2 separate regions of the Mus musculus genome follow, and region 1 is linked to region 2. A link is a contact called in public HiCAR-type data. All regions are on one chromosome and are shown on one strand. Each heading gives the region's core, a stretch centred on a gene start, on an enhancer-like site or on the middle of the called end of the contact. The rest is flanking DNA. Distances are from core to core; before and after follow the strand shown.

Region 1 (5,624 bases), core at 1,632-4,131, 2.0 Mb after region 2:
GAGGTGTGTCTATGCACAGAATGATAGTTTTAATGCTTATTTTTTTCATAAAGTTACCCTTCATCACCACATATTCAAAAGTGCTTCCGAGAACAGCACTTAGCATACTGCATACTAATCGTGGGTCTTCTTCTGGGTTTGAGTTCTAGCAAGACTAGGAACCACATCTAGTTTTTCAATACTGTAATCTTAGTGCCTAGGCAGCACCAAAGCATAAAATTAAAGCTTCGGCTCAAGTCAGAGCTAAAACACACCGTAAGTCATGAGGATTCTGAAAAATTAGTTAAACTCTCTCCCATTTTTCCTTATGTGTAATTTAATATAGATATTACAACCTTACAAGACTTTAGAGATAAACATGATTTGTGGCATATTTAACATGATGTTAGTACCCAGAAAGTTGGCTACTTATCTTGGTACAGTATCAAAGAAAATATATGCAGAACGAATACACTTTATTCAAATTATTTATAAACACTTGAACAATCCTAACATAATTCTATGAGAAGGATTAAATTTTATGGCCACATGGCACTACGGAGTTTTTTATAGTCAATATTTAGTTGAGTCATAAAGCAGAATGTTCAAAGAGAATGACTTGTGCCCCATTTTCAGGAACAATTTGTTTATCAAGTCCAATCTGCTGCAAGCCAGAACTTTCCAGAGAATCCGGGGAGGTGTTACAAACCGAGGCAGTTACATTGTACCTTGCTGACTGATAAAAGCTGTAATACTCGAGTCTATTTTCCACTGAGTCTTCTAGAGCCTTTAGTTTTTGTTTAAACTGAATAACTTTGTAGATCAAAATAATGATTAAAACACAAGCTAAGATGAAAAAAGCTAGCAAAAAGTCAAAGGCCTCATTCAACTTCTCAACTTCTTGTGTACAAATGAGAGATGCTTTTCCTGACACAGAAGAGGCATCAATTGGTAGAGCAGTGTTTTTTTCCGAGGTCAAGGTAACAGAAGTGAGCTGTGTCTGCGCAGACACAACTGCGGTCGTCTCCAGTGCATTAGCAAGTGTACTCTCTTGAAAAGGTCTACTGGCCGGGGAAGCTCGGGCCGGTTCCCAGACGCGACTGCTCTCCGCCACAGGGCTTTCCAACGGGTTCCCACTTGTGCTTACTTTATGCCAGGCCATCATTAGTGCAGTGGTCGTGTGATGAATAGAAGAGATTTTACAGCCCAAGTTCTGGATATATTGGTCCAAGGTAAAGGCAATTTGTAATGTTAGTCCATTTAATATAACATAATGTTCTGCCACACATAGATATGGGATTCTGATAACAGATGTTTACAGCAAGGGCTGACGAGGCTAGCCACTCTTGAAGACCCAAAAGTTTGTATTCTCAAAATTGGAATTTGCCTGAAGAGGAGTCAATGAAGACAATGGCTTAGGGACCCTTGGATGTAATTCTGTAAGATTATTAAATGACAGATTAAGGATCTTCAAGATGCTCCCAGAGGTTCAAATGTATTATTATCTATGTTAAGATGCTTGTTTCTAATTTACAATAAATTGCTTAACAAGCTAAATGTATCAGGTTTACAATTTCTAAAATAACTCTCAGTTAAAGTCAAATGTTTAAGGTTGTTAATTTTACTAAACCCAATCCTAGTGACATTTATGATCTTTACACGCTTCAGGAGGGAATAATTTACATTAATAGCTCACTGATAAATGCAAAAGGCTGTCATGATTCAAAAAGGTAACTTAAAGACAGTCTCAAGATTTGTAACAACATTTAATGTTACTTTTGTTAAGATATTACTTTCTAGATACAAAAAATGAAGAGAGATAAGACATTGAAAGTCTGAGATCTATGTCCTTAAATTTTTATTGTTCAATAAAAAGAATCTGGGAACAGAACAAGTATACCAACTATGTCTAGGACAGTGGTGAGTTCTCGGTAAGTGTAGACTTTTACACACCACCAATCAATGTCCTTAGAACAAAAGACACCCAGTTAGACCACAAATATAAACTATGAACATCTCATCACCCCTTAGGCGCTAAGCAATTTATACAACTGTTTAAAGATAGAAAATACAAATGGCTTAACTGAACAAAGCCTTTAAGATATTCATACGTGATAGTTACCCAAATAGAATTCTGGAAAAGAATTAAATAATCCAATTTCACTAACATGAAACATTATTCCCAAATCCAGAAAAACTGGACCTTTAGGAAAATTCTAAGGAATGTGAAAGGACTGGGGTAGTCTGTCTTCCATTTAGAGTTGGTAAGAATACAAATAACAATAATGATATTAAAAACAAACAAACGAACAAAAAAAAGAGCAGGTAGCAACCAGAAATAAACACAGGCAAGGAAGAGAAAATAAAAATCCACATGTAACCCAACCTAACTTCTTTTTCCACATCAGAACTGACTCCAAAGACAAAATTTTAAATTGTCAGAAAGGTCTTAAAACAAAAGTATCAAAATACTGAAACTTCAATAGTCCATTTAAAGTAGGATAAGCCAAAACCGCGTGTTAACACATATTATGGGTGACAGTATGAACTGCTAACACAGCTATGAAATCAATTCTTTAGCAAAGATAATTCAAACTCAACAAACTAAAATATGTTTGCTAAGATAAACTTTTAGAACCGACTCTGACACACATAACAAATGACGTGAGGATAACGATTTTTGGATACATGCCCCATAACCTATATGAAGCCTAACATCAAATAATAACTTAGGAAAATACGAACAGAAAAAGCAGGCTGTACTTTTCCACCAGGTTCTTTCGGCTAAACAACTGTACTTAAATAATCTTACCAAGGATACGGGACTCGTATCATCACGTGGCTTTAAGGCTTTGTTTTAACTCTGCAGAGCTCCGTTCTTTAACTCAGTTCCTCTGGGCACTGCTGACCGCCAGCACTCCACCGTTTTTTGAATTTTAAAGCCATGGCTATGCAGGAAACGCCACTCTTCACACTGGTTCCTCTACAGCCAATGTGTAAAACAGGGGTTGCCATGGATACAGGAAACTGAGAGACAGGAAGCAAGTTTATCTGTGCTTCAAAAGTATTGTTGAAAGGAAGTCTCAGGAAAGTATTTTTTTTTTCAGAACGCACTCAGTTTTCCTAATATATACACCTAAGTAATTCCTATAACTTGAAAGAGGATTTTAAAGCCAAATGTCTGAAAACTTGAGGTATTCAAAAATCTAAATAAGAAGTCTCTAGTTATCAACAACACATATTGTCTCTGTGTTTGTGTGTGCGTGCATGCCTGCACGCGTGCGTGAAGGTCAGAATTGACACCAGTGTCCCCCTCTGTTACCCTATAACTTGCTTGTTAAGCTAGGTTCTCACAATCTGAGCTCACAGACAGTTTCTCAGACAGTTGCTACTCCCCAGAGTTAGGACCACAGCTGGATTTTGAAGGTAGGTGTTGAGGATCGGAAGCCAAGTACATTACTGACAGACATTCCCCTGCTCAATATCACAGTCACTAAATCAAAAGCACACTGAAATAGGAGTATATAAAATAAAGTGATCTTTATAAAAACATTTGAGACAGAGTCTCATTATGTAATCATGGCCAGCCTGGAACCCTCTATACATAAAAGCCAGGTTTGCCTTGAACTCATAAGAGACCTGCCTGACTCTGCCTCCTGAGTCTGTAATTAAAGGCATGTACTACCACACCAAGAATTTTTAAGCGCATTGTCCTATTTATTTTCAAATACTTACTGAAGACTTATTGATTTTTAAAAGAACATAAAGTTAGTAAATAATTTAGGATGAACAAAATATTAACACAATATTCTAATATTTTGAATTTTTAAAAATATTTTTTGTTTAGAAAATACTGATTACTATCAATTAATTGAGGAAATTAAGGCCATGCCCTGGGTTGGAAAGTAACATAAACTCCCTTACCAAATTATTAACAGAGTTTATCCCTGGATAAAAAGTTAGGGAGAAGAGACTGGGGAGATGACTGGGTAGGTAAGATGCTTACTATGCAAGCATCAACACTTGAGCTCAGACCACCAGCACCCATGTCAAAAAAGCTGATGTGGTTCCATATACTCAGACCCCAGCATTGGGACGGCAGAGACAGGAGGGGATCCCGAGGTCTGCTGGACAGCATCCTACCTAAATCAGCAAGAGACTCTATCTTGAAAAAAAAGATGAACTCTGGTTTTCAAACACATGTGCAAATGTACACCACACACACACACCAATGTGTTTACATATGACACATGAGGGGGGGGAGGGAGGGAGGGGGGAGGGAGGGAATGAGTTGCGGAAGAGTAAAAGTAGATGTTCCTGAATTACTTTTTACTCTATATGAATGTCTGAATTAATTTGAATACTTTGGCATGAAAAGTAATCTGAATATAACGTAATTTTTTATTTAAATAAAGATTTAGGAGCCAGGCAGCCCGCTCAGAAGGTAAAGCTCTTGGCATACAAGCCTGGTGACCTGAGTTGGACCCCAGCACCATATAAGGAAGCCAGATCCAGTGGCACGCACCTCATGCATCTCATCCTCCTATTCTGAGTCAGAGGTGAGAGCAAGAGAGCTGTCTACAAGCTTTCAAGCCAGGCAGCTTAGAGTATACAGCGTGGCAGAAAAAAAGAGAGACCCTGTCTCCACAAGGTGAAAGGACACAACCAACTCTCAAGTTGTCCTGTGCCCTCGATATATGTGCCACACATATACATACATACATACATACATACACACACACACATACATATATATTTATCTCACGCATGCGTCCACATACAAGTAAATAAATAAAAGTCTTCTAGCTGAATAATTATACATAGTTTAGCCATTGATTTCTGACTTTTATCAATTTATTTTTAGTATTATCAGTAACATACAAAGTGGGAGAGAATACTATGCACACAATTTTCAATTAAATCATACAAGTCAAACAGGAAAGAGTTAAAGGGCAAGTCTATTAAATTCAAAATAAAGGGAAGACACACAAGACAAGATCAGAACGACGTGAGGACTCCTTCTCCTCCGTAGCCTGTCTACTTTACCTGTTTCTATATATTGCCTTAACTACTAATTTCAGGGGGAGGGTGTCACTTGGGAAGTCTACAAAATTCTCTTTCAGTAACTATAAAGAACCTTTATGAATTACATAAAACTATTGCATTCTACCAAAAGAATTTTGTTCTTCATGTTTAATTTTTCCAAATAGCAACATACCCCTTCTAACAATAAAAATATAACCACTAAGTGAAGACTTTAGAGAAAACAACTCCCTGTGTCTGTACAAACTGACTTGAATTCAGCTAGAACAGAGAGAAGCCAACAGATTAGGGGCAGGAAGATGATGGCAGAGCACGTAAAGGCATCTACTACCAAGGCTGACGTTCACCTGACAGGACATGTTTTGTAGAAGAAGAGGACTGGTTCCCAAGCTGTCTTCTCTTATCTGTACACCTCCCATGGTACACATTCTGACACACAAAGTAAATAAATTTAATTTATTAAAATCTAACAGAGTATACAATGCTTTTATAAACGCTAAGGCCAACATTACTATCTGTCTATGCAGGCACTGAGAGTAGTTAAATGTTCCTGTGAAAATGACACTGCATGAATCAGCAAGAGTTTAAAGATGCGGAAATAA
Region 2 (5,623 bases), core at 2,437-4,936:
CCCTTCCTTATATGCTTGAAATAAAACACATTTTACTATTAGGGGGGACTTAGGCTTTTCTTCTTAGCAACCTTTTAAAAAATTTTGTGAAGTTACAAAGACCATATTTAGAAGTAGTTCTGATTTTAATTTTATAAAAACATAGCAATATTTATTGAGATATAATCTATATGTAAATAATACTTATTGAGATATAATCTACATATCAATGTCACCCTGTTAAAGAGTTCCCTGGATTTTAGAATTTGGCAGCCACTGCCACTATTTCCAAAACATCTCATTTCCCTATAATAAAGCCTTGACCCATTTCAGTCCCTCTACTCCTGCTATCCTCACCTTTGGCAACTACTAATTTCTTTTCTGTCTGTGTGGACATTGCCATCTGAACATTTCATATGAATGGAATCATACAAAATGTGCCCCTTTAGCCAGGTGTTGTGGTGCACGCCTTTAACCCCAGGACTTGGGAGACAGAGGCAGGCGGATTTCTGAGTTCAAGGCCAGCCTGGTCTACAGAGTGAGTTCCAAGACAGCCAGGGGATACAAGAAACCCTGTCTCGAAAAAACCAGAAAAAAACAAAACAAAAAAAAGTGCCCCTTTGTATCAGATTTCTTTCACCAAATATGTTTTCATTGAAATTAGAGAGGTCTGTCTTCCAGTTCTGTATATTTAGGCTTAAAATGGTTGTAAAACCTCAGTAGAGCATAAACAATGGCTTTATAATCTTAATGACAAATATTTCAAGACAGAACAAATATTTAATACAAAGCTCATTTTACCAATAATAAATGGAAACATGTATTCCCAACAACCTTCCTAACTTCGACTTGACAGATTTCTCACGCTTTCTATGCTTCAATGCTACCATTTTTTTTTTCTTACATTGTTTTTTGTTGTTGTTGTTGTTGTTTGTTTTGGTTTGGTTTTTTGATTTTTTGGTTGGTATTTTTGTTTGTTTGTTTGTTTGTTTGTTTTTTTTGAAACAGGGTCTCAATGGGGCTTTGTAGACCAGCCTGACCTTGAACACACAGAGATCCATCTTCCTCTGCCTTGGAGTACTGGTATTAAAGGAGTGTATGGCCACACCTACCAAGTTGTTACATTTGTTTGTTTTCAAAACAGGGTTTCTTTGTATAATCCTGGCTGCCCTGGAACTTGCTTTGTAGACCAGGGTGGCCCTGTACTCAGAGATCTACCTGTCTCTGCCTGCCAGATGCTGTGATTAAGATAAGCACCACTACTCCTGGCCAAGTTTCTACATTATTACTGCTATCTTTAAAATGACATTTGTGAAAGCAGGCTTAGTTAATCTAGGTACCATGTAACTAACAATTAAAACTTAGATCATAACATTAAAAAATTACCGACAAGTACCTGGACTTTGTGTGATTTCTTTTTTCTTTCATTCTTTTTTAAAATGTGAGTTCTGTAACATGTGTCTTTAATCCCAGTGCTCTATGGTGAGCCAAGGAGACAAGAGGTTCTCCAGAAGCTCACAAGCCAGCGAGGCTGGCACAGGCAGCATCACACAACAAAAAGACGCTGCCTTTAATTAAGCTGAGAGAAGATAAGGGCCATCAACTAAAGTTATTCTCTGAACCTTCGAATGTGTGCAGTGGGACCAGCATGGAACAAGACACAGACACAAACAGACATAGACACACATACACACACACACACACACACACACACACACACAAAGTTTTAAAAATACTTGTTGTATGAATGAGCTCCTGTTCAGAAGTGCTTTTACTCTGTGGATATATCAAATCATTTCCTACAGTAAACAACTGTTTCCAGCACAGCTAAGGACTCATATGAAACCCTGTTTTAGTTCTTAAAAAAGAAGTCATTAGAGTCAAACAACTAAATGTGCCCATGAGGAATAACAGTTTAACTCCACCCTCACCTATGCTTAATACCTCTCAGAAGCTAAAGAAACAGCATTAAGTCATGTGCCTAGCTATTCTTTCGTAGTGTACGAACTCTACGTAAAGCAATGTTCTAGGCCAGTGGTTCTCAACCTTCCTAATCCTGTGACCCTGTAATACAGTTCCTCATGTTGTATTTACCCTCAACCGTAAAACTATTTCCAGCTATTTTATAACTGTAATCTTGCTGTTATGAATCCTAATATAAATATCTAATATGCGGGGTATCTGATATTCGACCCCTGTAAATGGGTTATTCAACCCAAGGGGTCATGAGCCACAGGTTGAGAACCACTGCTCTAGATGCTCATCTTCAACTCTATAGTGTTTGCATTCTATATAGGAAAGAAACCAAGGTAAGATACTGTTAAATACTGGGTAATTGCTGAGACCCAGGGCATCACTGAGATCTGCTATTTGATAGGCTTCTTTGTTACATTTGAACAGGTAAAATAGCAAACTAGAGAAATGAAGCGTGAAGGTTCTGCATTGTGGAATGGTCAGTCTATTTCATCTCTACACGCATTTATTCATTAAAATTAATATTGTCCTCTAGAAATATATAGCTCAGCATGAAATCTATCAGGGAATCTACTCCCATTCCTATGAAATAACATTCCTCACTCCTCCCCTGCTTCTAACTGACAATTATCTCAAAAGATATCTCCTCCAAGATGTTTTCCCCATCATTTCCTGTTTTCCCTCCATCACTGTCATGGCAATATAATCTCTTCTTCAATACCTCCCAAGCAAAGGCAGGTGTGTTCATGCACGTCTGTAATCCTGAGATAGGGAATTAGTATATATATACGTGTGTGTGTGTGTGTGTGTGTGTGTGTGTGTGTGTGTGTCTATAATACAGACACACATATAAAGGTAGAATACCAACCTTTGTATCATCAGCACCTAGTAGAGTGCGTGGTGCCAAAGAGGCCTTCAATAATGACTGTAGAGAATGCACGATCTCCAAGTTAAACAACAAGCAAAAGTGTACAATCTTGAGATAAGTCTTAAAAACAATAGACACTAGAAGGCGCTCACGTGAGTTGGATCAAGGAAGTTAAGGGGTCAGAAGACTAGCGAATAGGGAGGTTGCCCAAGAACTCTTTCAAAAATATGCTGAGACACGTCACCGTAAAGAATATAAATGCAACACTGGCCATATGCAGGGTGTGGAGAAGAGTCCTTTGGTCTTTCCACCTCTAAAATCCCCGATAGCTGCCCCTCCCTGCCCGCCCCCAGTCACCGTGTCCAGGAGGTAAGGCTCTCACCTTCCCATTAGTGGGCGGCTCCTGGATGTAGATGTTACTCATCTTGCTCAGTGCTCAGGACTCCGCTCCTTAGTGTGGCCGCAAGCGAATGGCGGGTCTCCGGCGAGGCCCACCTGTTAGCACACAATTCTTTAACCTGAGTATTTGGGGGAAAACTTCACTCGGTCAGAGTCGGACAAGACAGCCGTACTAATCACTAGTTACTCCCCAAACTAGCCCATCATGGACGCCGCCATGTTGCTCCCGGACCGGAGCACCGCTAACCCCGGGAGGGGGGACTTCCCTGTCCTTCAGGAAACTAGAAAAGACTATAGGACCTCTACAACTTTAGAGAATTTGTAGCGAGGTTTATAATACGAGCTAAAGGGCCAATCCGTAAATCCCGGGGCTGCGTCCAGGTCAGGCGATTGCAGATAGCACTCACCTCCCGAAGCGGGCCGAAATGGTTCCGACCGCGTGTGCTCCGCGGTAGGACACCCCTGGAAACTGCATCCACAGCCACTTAGTTCCGCCAACCCTAGATGTGCATCGGGCCTTCCCCTGCCCGGTGAAGTTGTAGTGGCCGGGTGGGAGAGATCCCTTTGGGAATGCGCTGTCCTCGCAACGGACCTGAACCTAACGTGATCTCGAAAGCCCAGGACTCCGACGATCCCACTCACCTTGCATCATGGCAGTCCCAGGTGAAGGTCAACCGCAGGGCTCTCTCACTCCAGAGGAATGAGACGAGCAGGGAAGCCCAGAGCACGGGGGTGGGTGGCAGCGAGCACTTGGGGAATCAGGCGAAGGCCTAAAAATTTAGATTTGGTCGGCTTACATGAAAAAGCTTATACTACAAGTTCAAAGCGGGGTGAGAAAGATAGGGAAAGATCATCTCTGTCATTCTTGGACAAGCCCAAACTGCACAGGATTAGAGGGAAAGTGTATTGTAAGAGGGACAAGGGACTTGGTGACAATGAGAACTGTAGGCCTAAGGGGACAACTTGCCCAGAAGACTGTAACTTTCACACGATTTCAAAATAAAATTCGAAATGTGAGCATTTTGCCGAATCCAGGTGGCTATACACATTATACTGAAAGTCGCCAAGAAGAGCACCTGAGGCTTGTTCTAGCACTTCCAGCCTGTAATTTCTATGTGGCTGCAGGCCCGCTGCTGTGCCCTTCCGGGCCTCAGTTTCCCTATCAGTTTCAAGACAGTGCTTTCTCGAATTAGATCTAAGATTCTTTGTAGGTTCCACTTTTGTGTTCAGAGGTTTCTAACCTAGAAACGGCAAACTGAGCTCCGGGGATGTTTTTGTTGCTCCAGTTTACTGGGGAGCCGCTAAGAACTTCCCCAAGCCGACTTTGTCAGAATGTGTTTCTGTAAAACCCTATTATCAAGCAGGTGTTTTTAAGAGATATACCCGCCTCGCATCTCGGAGATTCACAGTGCATAGTACTGTAGGAAAGACCCTCAAACTATTTGTGAAGCCCCAACTTTGCTTAACACTGCCCCTTCCCGCTACTGTTTGACCCCTGTCTTTGTTCCGTGGCAGCCTTTTCTGAACTTTATTCTAGAGATTACTGTTGCGGGGTGGGGCTGCTTCCTAACTTCTGCAGAGGAGCACTCCAGGAGCTGTGAAAAGAGAGGTGACTACATTTATTGAGTGTGTGGCAGTCAGCATGGTAGAAACCCTTGCTCTCCTAGAATTCGGGGGGGGGGGGATTTACAGAAAGTAGAACTAACGCTGGGGCGAGCAAAAACAGGACACCTAACAGGATCCAGAGTGTACAAAAGGATGTTCCAGATGAAAGCTAAAGAAAGGTGAGAGTGCAGGGGACCTGCAGGGAGAGGGAGCAGATACAGAAAGGAAGAGGAACTAAAAGAGGGAATGAAAGAGCCCTGCCGTGGCTAACGATCAGCTAACCTGAGAGAAAAGAGAAATTAACTAAAGCGATAATTCAAAGTATCTAACTTTTACTATGTAACCCATGTATCTGATACTATGTCAAACATTGTATATTTTTTTCCTCCCTTTAATAACCACTGCTATGAGATAGCTGTTGTTAGTCTCACTTCACAGACGGAGAAATCAAGTAACTTGCCTATTACAAAAGCTAATGGAGATTATCCAAGCTCTTGGCCACCATGAATGCAAATGCATTCTCCAACATATCCATGGCACAATAGATTCCCTGCGACTGAAGGACCTTACAAGCAAAAACAAAGTGTTAGGATGTTAATAGACAGTAGGAAAACACTTAACAGCTTTAAGAAAAATTACATTTTAGGATACTGTGACCTAGAGGAGAGTTAGTTAATGTAGAGGCGTTGTTGGTACTTAAGGGTGATTCTGGTCAGTTATGTTACCATTGAGGATGTAGACTCATTAAGAGAGAAGCAGCTAATTTGGAGGGGGGGGTGGTGGTGGTGGTAGAATCAC

What was found. HiCAR-type assays count read pairs that join an accessible place to other places.
Region 1: a contact with region 2 is called in a HiCAR-type map of astrocytes, with 5 times the contacts expected there. The contact joins the promoter of Ipo11-lrrc70 here to the promoter of Srek1ip1 in region 2. A contact is called at or near these places in 10 of 39 promoter capture datasets (the 3T3-L1 cell line, the C10 cell line, the HPC-7 cell line and 5 more), 5 of 115 datasets of contacts at active chromatin or transcription factors (astrocytes, double positive thymocytes, embryonic forebrain and 2 more) and 1 of 9 other capture datasets (liver).

Annotation. Positions count from the first base shown.
Region 1 is chr13:106,833,421-106,839,044 of GRCm38.p6, forward strand. It overlaps Ipo11-lrrc70 (Ipo11-lrrc70 readthrough), which reads right to left and starts at 2,882. Exons shown (of 4, transcript NR_165805.1): 1 at 2,792-2,882. All of the region lies in intron 27 of Ipo11 (importin 11), which reads right to left. It overlaps Lrrc70 (leucine rich repeat containing 70), which reads right to left and starts at 2,882. Exons shown (of 2, transcript NM_001378597.1): 1 at 2,792-2,882; 2 at 299-1,416. The coding sequence starts at 1,144. The coding sequence ends at 569.
Region 2 is chr13:104,813,484-104,819,106 of GRCm38.p6, forward strand. Srek1ip1 (splicing regulatory glutamine/lysine-rich protein 1interacting protein 1) reads left to right here and starts at 3,687. Exons shown (of 5, transcript NM_026075.3): 1 at 3,687-3,883. The coding sequence starts at 3,871. It overlaps Cwc27 (CWC27 spliceosome-associated protein), which reads right to left and starts at 3,470. Exons shown (of 14, transcript NM_026072.1): 1 at 3,204-3,470. The coding sequence starts at 3,245.